Linked DNA regions of Hordeum vulgare: region 2 is linked to region 1. The links are chromatin contacts, called in public Hi-C maps. All regions are on one chromosome and are shown on one strand. Each heading gives the region's core, a stretch centred on a gene start, on an enhancer-like site or on the middle of the called end of the contact. The rest is flanking DNA. Distances are from core to core; before and after follow the strand shown. Region 1 holds the start of LOC123411527 (pentatricopeptide repeat-containing protein At1g73710). Region 2 holds the start of LOC123407264 (translocon-associated protein subunit alpha).

Evidence for each region. Hi-C and Micro-C count contacts between places; a contact is called where the count stands out from the background.
Region 2: a Hi-C map of seedling shows a contact between it and region 1, with 3 times the contacts expected there. The contact joins the promoter of LOC123407264 here to the promoter of LOC123411527 in region 1. A contact is called at or near these places in 2 of 6 Hi-C or Micro-C datasets (leaf and seedling) and 1 of 1 datasets of contacts at active chromatin or transcription factors (embryo).

The regions. Positions count from the first base shown.
Region 1 is chr7H:538,529,463-538,535,029 of MorexV3_pseudomolecules_assembly, forward strand. It overlaps LOC123411527 (pentatricopeptide repeat-containing protein At1g73710), which reads left to right and starts at 3,751. Exons shown (of 1, transcript XM_045104493.1): 1 at 3,751-5,567. The coding sequence starts at 3,818.
Region 2 is chr7H:538,694,994-538,700,031 of MorexV3_pseudomolecules_assembly, forward strand. It overlaps LOC123407264 (translocon-associated protein subunit alpha), which reads left to right and starts at 1,321. Exons shown (of 8, transcript XM_045100365.1): 1 at 1,321-1,521; 2 at 2,292-2,453; 3 at 2,792-2,842; 4 at 3,196-3,284; 5 at 3,745-3,822; 6 at 3,948-4,151; 7 at 4,451-4,522; 8 at 4,613-4,894. The coding sequence starts at 1,452. The coding sequence ends at 4,654.

The DNA of each region.
Region 1 (5,567 bases), core at 2,501-5,000:
AAGGCGGATTGAAGAATGAACAAAGCGGAAGCATTGAGTTGGTTGTCCACTTCTTCTCTTGGTGTCATGTTGTTGGGATCATGGGGTTGAAAGCCTTGCTCTATCACTCTCCATAGTTGTGTTGAGTTATGATTTAAATGAGACTTCATGCAAAAGAACAATCAGGAAAGTTAGTCAAATCAAGCTTGGGTGGGGGGGCATTAGAGTTTATATGAGGTGAGGGAACTCGACCATCATACATCAGTGGAGGGGCAACCGCGGAATGGGTGCCCGACCCATTATCTCCATTAGAGGATTTGGGAAGCTCGGTACTTGTCGATTCCTTGGCGGAATGGACATTCGTCTTCATATGGAATGGATTAACCAAATCCTTGGGATCGGTGGGGAGTTTATGATTCTCAAGGAATTTATTTAGCGTGTCCTTGACCTCGTCCACCATGGATAATTTGAGAGAGACGATAGCCTCATCCAAATCATCACGGGTGAACATGGTCCTAGACGCGGCCGTGGAGTGACCCCCTTCGTCGCCTACTATGTCAACTATACTCTTTGGGCGGTTAAGCCTTTAAAAGAAACGTAGCTCTAACACCAATTCAAAGGATAGATATGGTTGACTAGAGGGGGGTGAATAGGCAACTACCAATTTTAGCTTTTCTTAACAAATTAGGTTTACCAACAAATAGGTTGTCTAGATATGCAACTAGGTGAACAACCTATATGATGCTAACAACAACAATGATACAAGCAAGCAAAGGTTGCAACACTTGCACAAAGTAATGGTAAGGGCATGTACAATGGTGTTATCTTAAGAATGCCATGTAGGATAAATGATGAGGTGAAGGAGAGACAACTCATAAGATAAGGTTTGTCTTCTCTTATTTAAGAAAGAACAATAGGTGACCTCTTATCACAATATGTCTCACCATGTTCTTAGGAATAATTAGTTATTGAAGATAAGGCTAAGAGGTGACCCATAGTAAGACATTTTTTGTCATCTCTAAAATACATGCAAGATTGAAGATAGGACCATCTTATCAACCATTGTACATGTCTTAAGAGATAACCACAAGTGGAACCAATGGAGGCAAGGATGTGTTACCGAAGTTCCTCCCCTTTGATGGAAAGTACGTCTCCATTGGAGAGGTGTGGAGGCACAATGCTCCCCAAGAAGCCACTAGGGTCGTCGTATTCTCCTCATGCCCTTACACAATGCGAGATGTCATGACTCCACTAGTTGTGCCCTTTAAAGGCGATGACCGTGCCTTTACAAACAAGGTAGGGTAATCTCCACAACTTAATTAGAGGCTCCCAACGATAACATGAAGCTTTAACACAATGGATTGTGGCTCCGAGGTGACCTCAATCGTCCAGGGTACTAAAAAATACAAGAGTAACAAGATCTGCAAGGGATTAGTGGGTGAAATCAAATTTCTATTGGTGGAAGTGTATACTGGGGGCCTCTCAATCAATCCCTAGAAGATCAACACGTTTTGTTAGCTAGGGAGAGAGATCCAGCGAAAATGGAGCTTGGAGCAACAATGGAGCTTAGGGTTGGAAGAGGTGGTCTTCATGGGAAGAAGACCCCCTTTATATAGTGGGGGAAAGAATCCAGCCATTACCCCCTCTCAGCCCGCACACAAGGGGTACTACCACTTGGGTGGCTGAGACGACATCACAGGATAAAGGCACGAGGCCTCGAGGCGGTAGTGCCGCCGGAGCGGTAGTACCGCACGCCCCAGTAGTGCAGCAGCCCTACAGACGCAAGGCAATGGTAGGAGCAGAGGTAGTTCCTCCTAAGCGGTACTAACGCTTGGAAGAGAGGTACTACCGTTTGTAGGCGGTAGTACCTCGCCCTACTGTCGCCCAGATTTCGCTGAGAGTTCGTGAACCAGAAATAGGAGAGGTAGTGGCACGATAGTAACGAGCGGTACTACTGCTTGGGACCGGTACTACTGTGCCAAAAATAGCTCAGTCCGACATGAAAAGTCGAGACTCCAAAGCCAGCGGTACAGAGTGCGGCACTGGGTAAAGTTACTACCGCCCGGGGGCAGTGGTAGCGCCAACCTAGAGCGGTACTACTGGTTACAAGTTAAGCGGTACTACCGCTGGCGACCGCGGCACCACCGCTTGGCTCTTTCAGGACCAGAACTTGCAAAGCTAGAACAACTCCATTGATGCAGGAAAGGACTAGGGGTTCAAATGAAAGTGTACGTGTTGATTTGACCCAAACCTTTCTGATGTGGACCCCCTCTTAATAGTACGGTTCTCCTATGACTCAATTCCATTGAAAACGAAACGCAGAAAAATAATCGTCTTCACTATTATCCACCCAGGAGTTATAATCGTCTTGTGCCATATGTAGAATTCTGTGAAAGGCTTAATGCACATGATTAGTCCGCAAATGCATTATCATCAATCACCAAAACAACTAGGGTAGAAATATTCCCTAACAACCCTGTTCTTCCCTTACCTCGATCCCCTTCTATCAGTTCTTGTACGCGATGCATGTAATAGACAAGTGATACTCGAATTCGTGTGTTAAGGCAATACATCGAGAGATACACCACCGGGTGGTTAACATTGCCCACACTTAAAAATGAATAATCCGAGACAGTTCCAATTCGATGCAAGTGATTTCAATACTCACATACCTCACTTTATTGATCTCACTTCCCCTAATACCACCACCTATCTTTCTTCTGACGAGAATACACAATCACCATCCGTCACCCATTCCACTACTGCAAGCACTACCCTCCATCGCCATCGGTACAAGAAGGGATTGTTGCAAAACCTCGAAGTTGAGACTACTTCAATGAAGAAATAGTTATAGAGGGTGGTGTGAACATGCTTAAAGCTAGGTGCAAAAGATGTAGATGCTTGTATTCCATTCGGGGGCAAGGAGGGACCAACCACTTGAATAGATGGTTCCCTTCACCCCCTCCTCCTTGGAGTATGAGTCACTACATCTTTTGCACATAGCTTTAAGGACATCGAGACCATCCGCCACAACTATTTCTTCATCGAAGTAATCCCAACACTCTGAGGTTTTGCGATGAACCTTTTTTATACTGACGGTAGTGGAGGAAGTGCTGGGAGTAATGGAATGGGTCGGATTGTGATTGTGGATTCTCGTCAGAAGAATGATAGGTGGTGGTATTGTGGGTAGTAGGATCAGTCTACTCTCGCATGTGAACATTGAAATCACTTGAACTCAAGTTGAACTGGTTGAGATCATCAATGTTTAATTGTGAGAAATGAGAGAGGGCCTGAGTGTGAGAAATGCAACGTCTCTCTCGCTCGCTCTTTTTTAGGCAATCTCTCTCTCTCTCGCTCGTGACACACAACACGAGACATACGCTCCTCTCCACTAACGTTTCAGACGGACCGAGCGTGTCGTGCCGGGCTGTCCAGGCACATGCCATTAGAGCATGGTTAATAGTATAGCCAGCTGCTGGCTATATTATGTTGACATATCATCTATAATCATGTTTATAGTCAGCAAATACAATAGTTAGTTATAAAGATGTGTTATTTTATTAATACATGGTCCACCTTCCACTCTTACATAATGCCTAGGAGTACGTGTTGCAGTTGGCTATTATTCTATATCCGGCTCACCTTCTCACTCCTCTTCTCTCACCTTCATATCATCACAAAAATAATATTTTAATTCTTATAGTATGTCTACCTAAGCTTATACGTGCCGTGCTGGGCCGTCAGGGACCGGGCACGCCAGGGCCGGCCCATTTGGACAGTTTTGTCCGATACTCTCTCGGTCTCTCCACCCCTTGTCTTCCTCTTCCCCTAAACCGTCATGGCTCCCGCCGCTCCCTGCCCTCCGGCCGCCGGCACCACCGTCACCAAAGCCAGCAACAGCAAGCCACCGGCCGCCGGATCACACGCCAACCTCCTCCCCGCTTCGCCCTCCTCCGCGTCCCGTCTTCACCTCGCCCGCCTGCGTCCGCCACCTCCCCTTACGTGCAACAACCACGCCCCCGTCCCCGCTACCACCTCCACCGTCTCCAGGAACCCCTTCACCGCCACCCTCAACCCATCAGATGAATCCCTCGCCGCCATGTCTCCGCGCGAGCAGACCGCCCTTCTTTCGCGGCAGCGCCACTGGCGCCGCGCCCACGACCTGTTCGACCGCGTGCGCGCGCTCCCAGGCTACGCGCCCAACCCTGTCCACTACAGCGTGCTCCTCCGCCACCTTGCCCGCGCGCGCCGGTGGTCCGAGCTCCGCCGCGTCTGGCTCATGATGTCCCGGGACGACGCCATCCGGCCCTCCAATCCGGCCTACGCCGCGCTGGCCGATGCCCTCGCCAAGGCCGGTTCGGCGCAGGAATCCCTCCTGCTTCTCCTGCACATGCGCGCACTGGGTATTGCCCCCGACGAGATATCCATGAACACCTTCGCCCGTATCCTCAAGAACAGTGGCCGCTACTCGGACGGGCTCATCCTTTTCAATAACTGGTGCGTTGGCAGGTTCGATGTTGAATTTCTTCATCTTGAATACAGAGCGGTTGATTTGCACGGACCAATGCAATTCTTGATAGACGGCGTGTTTCATGATAAACTTGATTCTGCGGGTGCATTGGGCATTCAGGAAGTTCCTAGGAAGCCAAAGCTCGTGGAAACCTATAACACAATGATCGATCTTTATGGAAAGGCCGGGAGGCACAAGGATGCGATGGACATGTTTGCGGACATGCTGGCCTATCAGGTTATGCCAGACACATGTACGTTCAACACAATGATCTACACATTTGGGTCACATGGAAGCGTCAAGGAGGCAGAGGCGCTGCTAGCTAACATGGTCGTCAGGGGGGTCACTCCAGATATTAGGACGTATAATGTGATGATGGCTCTGTTTGCGTCAATGGGGGATGTCGAGGGAGTTTTGAAGTATTACCATCAAATTGGGAGGATCGGGTTATGTGCTGATGATGTGAGCTATAGGATTGCGTTGCAGGTGCTATGTGAGAGGAAGATGGTGTGTGAAGCAGAAGATGTGATCGATGGAATTATCGAGTCTGGCTCTAGCATTCATGAACAGTCCATGCCAGTTGTCATGAAGATGTATATTGATCAAGGATTGCTTGATAAGGCAAATGCTTTCTTTGAAAGGCATTGCAGAGGCAAGGAGGTTTCATCCAAGAATTTTGCTGCCATAATGGATGCTTTTGCAGATAGGTGTCTTTGGGAAGAAGCCGAGCATATTTTCCACTGCGACAGAGGTACTGGGGGCAAAAGGGAGATAGTGGAATATAATGTGATGGTCAAGGCTTATGGTTTGGCAAGAAAATATGGTAGAGTCCTTTCTCTACTTGAGAACATGAAGGGTTCTGGTATCTTACCAGATGAGTGTACTTACAATTCCTTAATTCAGATGTTTTCTGTTGGTGGATTTCCACGGAGAGCTAAGAATCTTTTGCGTAAAATGAAAGACACGGGATTTAAACCTGCGTGTGAGACATACTCTGCTGTTATGAGGGCCTACTCCCGCAATTCCTTGCCATCTGAAGCTATAGATCTGTACAGTGAAATGAAGGCCTCGGGTGTTG
Region 2 (5,038 bases), core at 71-2,570, 160 kb after region 1:
GCGCGAGCAGACGAGCCGTTCCGTGTGATTCCATCAATTTCGTGGTACTAGCACGTTCCAGATCTGAGTGGAATATTCCCTAAAGTGGAATGAGTGGGTTCTGTTCCAGTTGGTAAACCAAACGCAGGAACGAGGACTAGGAACGGGTCCGACCCATGACATTCCAGCCGATGACAGCAACCAAACACACCCTAGATGCACTTAGAGAGAGCCGTGAAGAAAGACTGCGGGTGCAGCGGTTCCCAATCCATCTGAACCAGAACCCGATCAGGATTTTCGAGTCTGGCCTCCTGCCGCTCGTTGGACCACGTGTATCTCCGCCTATTGAGATAGAGATCTTTTAAGTCGAAGTCGAAGATGCACCGTTGAAACCGGTCCATCATTCGACGATTTTATTCTATCGTTGCTTTTATCAATTGGGTCTGCAATTAGATTGAAGTCCCCCGCGAGCGCCCAAGGACATGCAATAGGTGACAACTTTAGTTGTTAAAACATGTCGATTTTTCCCAGATCGTTTTGAACTAAAGTTGTCATTTTAAAACGTTTGGGTTGTCATTTTAAAATTTTGAACGTTATGGATTTATCATTTCCGTTCTTTTATTATAGATAACCATAGGCCCATTCATCGTTCCGGCCTGAGCCATATAATCCAGCTGCTGTTTTACCGTTGGTGCTGTTGAAAATAACCAAAATGCTTTGCATATAGATAGATTGGTGCATATTCGCTTCAACTCTATGGAGCTCTCCTTTTGCGTAGGAGTGCGCCTTAATATTGGAGTTAAGCAGGTTTGAATCCAGCATTCCTTCGTGCTTTAAGACTGGTGTGGCCGTCGAGGTGTCATGCACACATGACATCCATATGTGACAAAACATTTTTGCTCTTCTCGTGCTTTCTGTTACAAAATTTTAGTTCAATGCTAATAGTGTAGGAATTGTTTGCTATACAACATTAACTGTAACAATTGATTTTGTGTACACATTTGTTTCATCTACTAGCATTTATTAGATTCGTTCTCGAATATATTTACACGTCGTACACAATTTATTATTATATTCATGTATTTTTATAAATGTAGCCAAACATTAGTTACTAGTCTTCCAGTCTTTGCATAGGAAAAATGTACACGAAAGACTTAGCGGGCCCCATCTGTCAGAGGATCTACATCCCGTGTCACGTCCCCCCAGAGGCCAAGAGACACCGAATTCAGCGTGCCAAGCCAAAACAAACAGCAGCAACAAACCCGAGGAAAAAAGAAATGGAAAATCCAGCACGGCAAGTTATGACGATGCCGGCCTCCATGTCACCACAGGCCGTGGACCTCGTGGCACGGGCAGCAACTCCCTCTGCTCCTCCTACTAGTAGCCGCACCACGTCCACCCCCCCGGAAAAACCCACGCGCCCAAGACCACCAGCACCTCCTCCATCCTGATCCGATCTGACTGAGCCGGCCATGGCGGTTAGGGTTTGGCTCTCCGCCATCCTCCTCGTCTTCCTCCTCGCTGCCTCCCCCTTCGCCCAAGGTAACCACGCGTCCCGTTCGTCCACCTATCGGTCTCCGCCGCCCAGATCCGCTCCCCCCTCTCGCTCTCTCGGGAATTCCACGGCGGGGCGGCGCTAGATCCGCCGGCTGCGCGCCGATTTGGAGCGCCGATGGAGCTGATCAGACCATGTAGGGCGGGGTGGGGGTCGGGCATGCGCCGGAGCTGGCTGGGATTTGGAGCGGGCGGGTTAGATCGGTCCGCTCGCCGGGGTGTAGCGCGCGGCTTAGGTGCGGTGCGGCGGAGTGCGCATCTTTGATGCGGCCGGCTGAGGCTCGAGACCGGTTGGTTTGTTGGTGCGGTGTTTGGGGCGAAATGTAAACGAGGACGCTATTTTGAGCGCGCACGTATGCCATGCTCTATCTGTGGTTGCATGCTGCGGCAGTGAATCTTCGTGGGAATTTAGTAGCAGCTTCTGAAATTTTCCGAGTTCTCTATGCTTTATGGTTGGCAATTCAGCGGTAGTTGGTGCAATTGTTTCTCGGTTTTAATTTTTACACCATATAGTTAAATGATGTAACTAGGCTGGCGGTTTTTGACGGACAAATTAATTGGTCGCAGCAAGCAGTTTGAAATCTGCAATTTATTTTACTCTTTTGGATTTTGGAATAGGAGATCGAACTTAAGTAGCATGAGTGCTCTTTCACGCGGTGTTCTGTTTTTAGCAAGCAAGACTTCCAATTGATGCTCCAAGTCATTTTATTTCCATGTGTCATCTAAGACTGATTGATATATTTCTTCTATTCCCACAGTTGCTAGAGCTCAGTCTGAGGAAGATGCTGCCATGCAAGAAGTTGTTGATGGGGCTGATCTAGGATATGTGGGTGATGATACTCCGGTTTCCAGTGAAGAGCCTTTAAGCCCCGCACCTGGTGTGGAGACTGTTTGTGTCTTCCCCAAAAATGCTGGGAAAAGTAAGTTATAGTATGCAATCTTTGCTAAGCCTCTTCTTCCATGATCAGTCATAAGAAATTGTAGCACCATCTCTAAGCTACTGGAATTATGTACCTTGATATTAAATCCGATATGACCATGCATGTTTGCCACTCATTGTACTTTCAGAAGACCATAAACTTGTTACTTTTATTAAGCTGAAAAAATTCCATGAATATATGTAGAGTTTGGTATGTATTTACTATTTGCATACTAAAATATGAATGCTTCTAGAGCAACCATTTATGTTGAAAATTTCTGTCGCATCTTTCTTGAGTTCAGTAATCAATAACATGTCCATTTTATTATTTGATTGCAGTTGTACCAGCGGGTGAAGAAACTGAGCTTTTGGTTGGCCTGCAAAATGAGGGTAACTAATGCTGTTTCTTCCAACTTACGATTCTTTTATCTAGCACCTACATTTATTACTAGGCTTGGTGTGTGGTGTGCTTAGTGGAAGTTCTCTTTCTTCCATGCACATGTGTGCTGCCAGTTGTTTTCGCTTTATGTCTAATAACTTGCTGCAAATTCATCTACATTTGGCTGGTATGCAGTGTATGGGATTCTTTGAGTAGTCCAGTATACTCAAGTTCTCTGTCATCCTAGCTTGTATGTTCTAGCATCTGCATGTTTTTGGTAGAATCACAACTTTTCTGCACTGAATATTTTATTACCATGCTAGTTCCTGTTGACCGGGCTCACACTTGTATACTGTTTGTACAGGTGAATCAACTTTGAATGTTGTTGCTGTCCATTCAACCCTACATCTTCCTTATGATCATAAGATGTACGGACAGAACCTTACAGTTCAGGTGAGGAAATATATGATTTTGTTGCTTGCTGAGTTGTTATGTTTTATGCTAGCTGAACTAACTGAATCTTGCATTTGTCAGTTATGCACCATCTCAAGTGTCCTACTCAGTCATCATTTACTTAATTCTGGTTCCCTGAGAACTTGTTTTTGCCTTCGCTAGACTGAGAAATAAATATAGCCCTCGATTGGATGGGTGTGACCCCTAGTGGAGTAGGTGAATTGTGTATGTGGATCGTAAGGAGCTATTGGCTAACATGTGGGCAGGTTACAGGGTAGCAAGGGCTGTAGAAATGTTTAGATCCTACTATGATTTGACAATCTCATTTCTGAAATTATTAACATGACATTAGCTGAGTGTGTGGAAGTAATCTCCACTTGTTTATACTTTACTGAGCCAAGCATGTTTTTAAACAGTCATACCCATACCTGTGAAAGATTTCATGTCTTCTTTCTTGCAGAGTTTCTACAATGCATCAGTTCCTGTCTCTGTGCAAGCAACCTTTCCCTATACATTTGCTGTGAGCAAATTCTTGCAGGTTTCAATGCTCAACCTTACTATTTTATTTACCTTTGGAAGAACTAAAGACTGAAGATGCCTCTGATAAAAAGAGAAGATGCTCATTTCTTACTTCTGGAAGGTCTGATGCTTGTGTCCTTGCAGCCTGGAGCATATGATCTTGTTGGTTACATAGTGTACGAGATCGATCAGCACCCTTATCAGAACGTCTTCTACAATGGCACCATTGAGGTTGTTGAGGTTGGAGGGTTACTGAGTGTTGAATCTGTGTTCCTTATTACCCTTGGAATTGCACTTCTTGGTCTCCTAGGATTGTGGGCTTATGGTCAAGTGCAGCAGCTCTCGAAGGTAATCCTCTTTTTGACAGTGATATGCTGTGCTGAACTAGTGAACTGAACTCTGAGATTGTACATTGGCATTCCCCCACTTTATGTTTCTGCAGTGCCGTTAGTTCTTTTCTAAAAATATGTGATATCCATTGTGGAATCATGTGAACAGCTAATCCTGGCTACTTCATGATGACTGTTTAGGAGTCCCTAAGACCCTGTAGCTGATTTAGCAGGATCACATGCTGTGAGATGCATAATTGTTATTTAGCACTCATCTCATTGTTGTGTATTTATTCTATACTTGTTTATGTGCTGTAGAAAACAAAGAAAGGCCCCAAGGTGGAACTCGGAACTGGAACAACTGATGCCAACATGGACGAGTGGCTGGAGGTATCATTCGGCCTCCACCAATATATCTTTGTTCAGCTGAGTCTGGTGCCGAAGCTTATCGATATAACATCAATCTGTTGTGCCTTGCAGGGTACAGCATTTGCAAAGGACAAAGCCAAGAAAAACAAATAGATTCGAGGTTGCTGGGCCTAGCTAAACATTTCAGGATCTAGAATGAGGCAATGGAGGGTAGCCCTTCACAAGTAACTTGGATAGATGAGAGAGCGGAGGTGTTTGAACTAGTCTCTTGGCTGCACATCTTGTTGACACCATTTTCGACCTTGCTGTGTACTTTACAGATAGTTTTTCTTGAAACACAATTTTGTTGAAGGTAAATGTTATCTATGGGAATTCTGATCTTGTTTGATCTTAGAGATGTGCGGTTTCAAATACACATACCATCATGGCATTAGCATCTCTATGGTTGTTGAGGTCAGCGTATTTGGTTTTTCTTTGTTCATCTTCTCATTCTTATAGAAGGGTATCGGCCAGCTGGTATAGTTATCTTCATACTTC